Linked DNA regions of Zea mays: region 1 is linked to region 2. The links are chromatin contacts, called in public Hi-C maps. All regions are on one chromosome and are shown on one strand. Each heading gives the region's core, a stretch centred on a gene start, on an enhancer-like site or on the middle of the called end of the contact. The rest is flanking DNA. Distances are from core to core; before and after follow the strand shown.

Region 1 (3,794 bases), core at 932-3,431, 210 kb after region 2:
GGCATGGAACTGTAGCGTCTTTATTAAGCGTGTCCCATCAATGTACAGTGCAGGAGTATTTATAGGTAACCGGGTAGGTGGGTGTGCCCTCCCAAGTACAATTATGCCCCATTACCTGCTACAGCTTCAGAATATTTCCCGTACAGGATCATTACAACGATGTTAAGTACAACCTAATCAAATACACAGTAAACGCTACCCCAGGGAGGGCTTACAAATGGGCCCGAATGACAACAGAACACGGCCTGAACCCGCCATTGGGTGGCGCGGTCCTCGCCCGCGCGTGGCACCCTTCGCCCTAAGGTACCAGGTCTTCGATTTTTGCCAAGGTTATAGCTCGGAACCGTTCAAGCTGGCGGGGCCGCCTTCGCGAAGTCATGAGGAGCCCCCGCTTTAAACGATAGATCTCTTCGTTTCAATGCCTTCAATGATTCTAGACAAAAACCTCGATTTTGATACCGGCCGAGGTACCCTTCGCTTCATGTCGCACCTGTCCAATTGATGTTAAAGAAAACTGATCGAGGGGGCACACGACCTTCGCTCCAATAGTACTACTGTGGATCTATTGTTTGGTTTTGTGAAGTTAATGTGAGGCGTGTGAAAGCTATGGTGCCTGTGTTTGTATGCTTATGATGAGATATCATTTGTGAAGCTTGTACAATACAATTAATGGGCCATTATTGTTATCTTATTATTTAAGATCTATAATATATTTATTTGCTGCTTTATTTGTTAAGGATGCATTTGGTTCAACTTTTTGAACTTGTTTCTGCTTTGAAAAAAAGGGTTGAAAAAGCAGCTTTTTATAGTCCAAAATTGAAACCAGCTTGAAACCTGTTTTTGTTGCTTATCTAATTTTGTTATATTAGTAAATAGATAATGCAGATAGAAATTTAAAATATTAAAATTAATTAAGTGTTATAATAAATGAAATAAACATATTTTATTTAAAATATTAAAAATTAAATTGTAAATTTGATTTATTTGTAAAAATAGCATGAATGCAAATGTGAAATCGACTTTTAATTAGATATATTAATTAAGAGATATAGTTGAATAAAGTCTATAAAATAATATATATTTTGATTATAGTGGACAACTCACAATAATTTGAACTAAACCACTTTTAGCTTTTTTTCTCACGACAACTATTTCACAGCAAACAACCCAGTATAGCTTTTTTAACACCTCACGGCTGAACCAAACGTACCTTAAAACTCTTCTTCTACTTCATAATTATATTTATAGTATTATCACCAATCTCTTTTTATTTACAACTATTTAGTGGTCACTTAGAGTAACTTCAATAGTTCTCTAAAAGACTCTCTGAATCAATAATTTAGATAGTTAACCTAGAAATTTCTCTCGAACAACTCTCTAAATGATTTTTTTTAAATTTAGCTACTTCTCATAAAACCCCATTTTTTCTCTATGTGTGGCAACCATTTACCAACTCTATAAACAAATAATTGAGATTTTTTTTATTTCGGTGCCTTTTCTCCACTCTACAGTAAAGATAGATTAACATAGCTATGCACAGATCGCCAGTGATGAACAATTGTGGCAGCTACTCGGTTAGAGATTAAATATTTAATAATACAATAGCAGCACATGCACATAAAAAAATAAACGAATAAACAATTGCAGCAACCAATCAAAAGCCAACACGGCTCATCGGGTTGAATCCATCGTCACTTCCACAATTTTGAGATCGAGTTGCAAAAGAAAGATAAAAAAATAAGAAAAATTAGGTGGACCCACTTAAACTGTTGACATATTTAAAAAGTAATATATAGAGAACTGTTAGAGAAGATAAGTTTGTGTGTTTTCTATATTATTTGAGGACTTGATAAAATCTAAGATTTAGATAGTACAATTATACATAACTATTGAAATTGCTCTTAGCATAGTTGGTGGAGGCAATGGATAGCAAGTGTAGGAATTATTGGGTAGTGGCATTTAGGGAGAAATATTTCAATTAGGTGCTTATATAACTTTATCTTATTTTGAGAGTGTATTAGAGAAAAAATATTTTTTTCAGTGCTTATATAACTTTATCTTATTTTCAGTGTTCATTGTTAGAGACTATTTTCTGCAGACTCTCCATTTCACGTTTTCACTTCTATCTCACTTTTATTTTAATCTTCACCTTTTATGAGTGTCCGACTGCTAGAGATGGCTAAGAAACAAACGATTGGAGCTCCTGCCGCTCACGGATTAGTCCGGATCGTTCGTCAGCTGCCAGGGCCCAGGACAACTGTCCCTGCAGGCCTGCACGCCGGCGTCCGTGTGATCGCGCTCGCGCCTCCGAAGATCTGAGCAGCTCAGCTAGTGGACTCGTTTCGCTTCCTCCAGGCTCCAGCGCCTGAGGCAGCCGCAACGCAAGGGCCCCGGAACCACGCGAAAACGCGGCCAAAACACCGCGAAAATCTCGACACCCAACTGCGCCGCGTGGGCGGCTGCGGCGGACGACCAATGTGGAGGGGGACGCGCATGTACAGCCTCCTAGGCGTCCTCCTCCTCCTGGCCCTGGCCTACCTGAACTGGCATCCAGGCCACGGCCCCTCCGCCGGCGGCCCTGGTGGGTTCAAGCTCCCCATGCCGTGGCTGCAGCCGCGGATGTCCTTCGTGGGCCGCGCCGGCACCCACTTCGTCGACACCCTCACTGGCGCGCCGATCTACATCAACGGCTGGAACTCGTACTGGCTCCTCTCGGCCCGGTCTCCCTCGTTGTCCGTCGAGATGCTGCGCCGCGGCCGCCGCATGGGGCTGACGATATGCCGCACATGGGCATTCAGCGACGGTGGCCCCGGCGCGCTGCAGATCTCCCCAGGCCGGTTTAGCGAGCCTGTTTTCCAGGTGCGGATTGCTCCTTCTTCATTCCCTTCTCTTCCCACCTACAAAAGCTATTGGAACGGCGCAATTTGTTTTGACTGTCATCTAGAGTAGAACCGGTTCCACCTTCTGAATTTAACTAACGAATGTCCTGTTGTGATTCTCTTGAGCCAAAAGCATAACATAAGTTACATCGAAATGTAGCTAACAAACAGCCAAACAGGTGCATGTGTAAGCACGTGGATTCGATGGGCTATGCACCATGTGAACATTGTGACTTACAAGAATGCTTTGTTACCAGTTACCACGACCATGGCACACATGAGCTGATTGGAATAGACTTATTTGGTAACCCATCTTACCAGTGGCGGGCCCAGGATTTAGAGGATGGGTATTCGAAATTTTTTATAGGATGATTTTTTGAAAGATTAAAACATGTCTATCGATGTATATAGTTAATTATATATATGTATAACCTATAATTAAGCACACACGCTATGGTCATCACTGATTCAATAACTAGTCTACTAAACTCAAATTTCATACAACTATTTCAAAAGTTTTAAATCGAAATGCACCAGTTGGTTGTTGATTAGTTGATAGCTGGCTACTTGTCCACTTTGGTATTTTCCAATCGCTAATGCCCCATCTGCAGCCCAGTACTGCAAGCAGCAAAGCAGGGGAGGTCAGGTCGGGTGTCCACTAGCTGGGTAGGCTTGGACATTGGCACGATGGGACCTTGTCCTTGGTTGTCTGTCTTGTCATGCGGTGACGTTCTGACTACGATGGATTGAAGCCTTGGACGACGGACGACATACGACACAACAACGAGACCAGATACAACACAATGGCAGTTAGTCGGCCAAGTCTGGGCACCTAGCTGCGCCGTAGAGCCACGATGTCTCAACGGAGGTGCTGGTGTCTCCTTGGCATGTGGGGCTGCAAGATGTGACCACGAC
Region 2 (3,685 bases), core at 301-2,800:
CTTCACACATACCCATTAACCCGTGGGTATAAAATACCAATATAAACTTATCTGAAGCATGAACTTGGACTTTAGTCATCCAACTTTTTTACTATTTAACAACAATTTAATGACCATGTAATCGAATATGTAATGTGCTATGTAGTACTATCATAGTGTTACTACTTTATTCAATTATCTTTGGTGTGTGTTGAATGGATGGTTAAATGATGCTAGAAAATTTTGTAATGGTATTTATATGGATATACTTGCCATTTGTATAGTATAATTTTTTGATAGTTGTTTAATTTTTGTGGGTACGGGTGACCCGATGGGTGACCCATACCCACATGGGTATGGGTATGGGGATAAATACATACCCGCTAGTGTATATGGGTGACCCGGTGGGGTATTTTTGTGTCGTGGGTATGGGTATGGGGTAGTAATACCCGGTGGGTATTTACCCATTGCCATCTCTAGCTGCTACCTTCGCGCACATGTTATGGCTTAGTGGAGCACCGCCGACAGTTGCGGAGGACGCCAGAAAATTTAGGTGTTGCTAACGCAACGAAAACTAAAAATTTATGACACAGTTTAAAATAACTTGTAGCTATAAAATAAGTAATAAGTGTTGAAAAATACCTTATTTAGTAGTCATCTTGATTACAATCCATTTACAACCAAATACCATATAGCGAATAAAATCTGGGAAAAAGAAAAAAATGAGTTAGCAATAGCAAATTAAAGTAAAAATTGTTGAACAAGTGAAATAAGAATATACGTTTAGTTGTGTCTAGTTCTAGAAGATCTAGACAATTGCATTTGTCTAGTTTTCTTATCTTCGACTTGACCATTAACATTTTCACCATTGGTATCTTCACTATTATTCTCTTGAATTCCAACTTGTATTCCGGTTCATTGCAAACTCCACTAGCGCGAGTGCTTAGTCTACTTCCACTAGAAGCTTGACTAAAATAGCTCTTTAAATCTGTCATTTTACGAAGCATATAACATGTATTAGAGAATTAGAAGATGTTACAACAGCCAACAGGGAGTGTTCACATAATATAGAGATACTTTTTGGGCCATATTCTTTGCCTTGTTTTTGTTTGTATCCAAGACTGCTATTTAGAAATTGGAAAATCTGCACCTTGAAAAATCTAATACATTAGACACGCACAATCAAATACTCACGCACTACCTTTGACCTTTCTATGCTCACAAGTCTCACAAGTCACAATCAGACAACTAGAAACACAGAAGCACGAAGCAAGCAGACAACTAGAAGCACTAAGCAAGCAGCCAAGCAAACAACTAGACAAGCAGACGTGCGGCCAAGCAGGAAGCAGCGGCAGGCGGCAGCCGTGCGGTGCGGGTCGACGCCTCGGCGGGACCAAGCGGCAAGCAGCCTGCAGCCGGCCGCCGGGCGGGACAAGACAATCAGACAAGCAGATCAGCGAAGCGCCGGAGCGGACAGCTGGAGCGCCGAGCGTGCCGAGGCTCCGAGCGGCTGGAGCGCCGCCAGGAGCGGTCTGCAGCCGAGCGGGCGAGCGGTTGGAGGCTGGAGGCCTGGAGGAATGAGCGCCGGCAGGAGTGCGGGACGTCGGGACGCGCCTGTGCGGCTGTGCGGGACGAACCCTAATCTCTATTCTCTTAGTGGGCCGACCCAAGGTATTGCCCAGGCAATACTGGACCATACTGGGCCCTCCGCCCCTGACCGCCGATGTTGTTACCTCCACCAAGCACCACGACCTCTTCTCCTCCCACGACATTAACTCCGTCGATTATGGGTGGGCATTCAATCCATTTGGGTGATTTTGTTCGGTCTATTCGTTTTTTTTGAAATTTTGGGTTCTAAAAAATAAGGCTCAAAATTTTCAAAATAATTTTAGGGATTGGACTCGAATTCAGTCTATCCGGTCCACCGAATAGACCAAATTATAGATAGATTAGTTACTTTTGTTAAAATATATGAAATGAATAATTAGATAAAAGTACTAATTTACAACAAGTTGTGAAGCATCTAGGCCTCTAAGTAGTGTTTTGGTAATTAATGACAACGATATATGGACTAACGATTCTCAGAGAAATAATAATATAGGTTGGACCACATAAACATGAGCTTTATTGAAAGTATTGGAGACTTCAACATTTGTTGTGGAACGAATACATGCAAAGGTATTGTGTAGGATTTTACTTTTGCCGGCGACAAGATGTTTAGAGAAGGCAATTGACCGGGTTAGTAGGCTAGATAGCTGAAATATCAAAAGGGTTCAATGACAATTTTATGCGTGAAACTTAGTGTCTCATAGGACATATAGATGTTGCATGTGCATGGGGACTAACATATAACCGATTACGCATCCTAGACGCGAGGCGGTGGCCCTGTTTTCATGCTATTTTGTATACATATTTATGCCAACGTCAATAGGTTTTTACGATATATATTTCAGTTCATAGCTCTGCTTCCGTCTATTTGCCTGTTTATGATATTTCTATTCACATTTTACGCAAATGATTTGTTGATTTTATGTATTATCTCGTTTACTTAATCCAGTGTGTATTAGGTTCCTAGTATTTACGCCATATGTATAAGATATATTTACAATGCACACATTTACGCAACGAAATAGAAATTTAGAAAAAATAGCTGCTCTAAGAAATGAGTAGGGATGGATCCGGATATTTATTCGGATGTCAAATTTTTGGTCTTGTTTCTTCGATTGCGAACAAATAACATATAGAATTTGCTATGTAAATTTATATTCTTGTTTTTAGCATTGAGACTGTTAATCTTCATAAAAAATGAACATTAAATTCATTATATATCTTTTTAAATAATTGATATAAAATTCGAATGTCTATTCAAATACAAATTCAGATGTTTTTTTCACCTTTTTTATTGTAGGGAGAAAATAATGTACATAAAAAATTATATAAAAATTTATTTAAATACTACATAATATTCTTAATAACAGTGCCAAAAATCAGCTTTAAATTCTATGTATATCTATGCTAAAATATTAGATTTGTGATACAAGTCGGATGTTTTAGGAACATCCCTAGAAATGAGGTCATTTGCCATGATTCCATAAATCTCGCGTATGCCAATCCATTTTCTTTTCAACTAACATTCTTGTCATCCTAAAATTATGCACATGTAGCAGAAAACAGATTTTTACGTAATCTAGCGAAGTGCATAAATCTTTCACCGTGTAGTATAATTAGTATCAGTGTATATAATAAACTGGTTCTAACGAACTTTGATGCATGGATGTTGGAGAGACCCTATATTTATGGAGGAAATAAAGCATTTAAATCATATTTTTTGTTTCCATGCATCTCAATCTATTTTCTTTTTCAAAACATATTCTTGCCATTCTAAATATGTGCACATGCAGCAGGAAACAATTTTTTTACGTGGTGTACCACACTGCATAAATATCTACACAGTGTAGCATAATTAGTATCAGTATAAGTCATAAACTGGTTCCAACGAGCCTAGTTGCAGTGCTGTTGTAGAGATCCTATTTTTATGTATGATATAAAACATTAAATCAGATTTTTTGTTTTCATGCATGTCAATCCATTCCTCTTAACGCACATTATGTCCATCCAAAATTTGTGCACATGCAACAGGAAACTGATTTTTTACGCAGCGTACCGTATTGCATAAATACCTACATCATGTAGCATAGTTAGTAGC

Evidence for each region. A called contact is a pair of places that touch in the nucleus more often than the background predicts.
Region 1: a Hi-C map of leaf shows a contact between it and region 2, with 5 times the contacts expected there. The contact joins the promoter of LOC103638326 here to the promoter of LOC100383380 in region 2. A contact is called at or near these places in 4 of 25 Hi-C or Micro-C datasets (ear, leaf and tassel).

Annotation. Positions count from the first base shown.
Region 1 is chr9:46,922,166-46,925,959 of Zm-B73-REFERENCE-NAM-5.0, forward strand. LOC103638326 (mannan endo-1,4-beta-mannosidase 6) reads left to right here and starts at 2,182. Exons shown (of 5, transcript XM_008661272.2): 1 at 2,182-2,859. The coding sequence starts at 2,476.
Region 2 is chr9:46,708,917-46,712,601 of Zm-B73-REFERENCE-NAM-5.0, forward strand. LOC100383380 reads right to left here and starts at 1,551. Exons shown (of 3, transcript NM_001176035.1): 1 at 761-1,551; 2 at 622-684. The coding sequence starts at 986. The coding sequence ends at 623.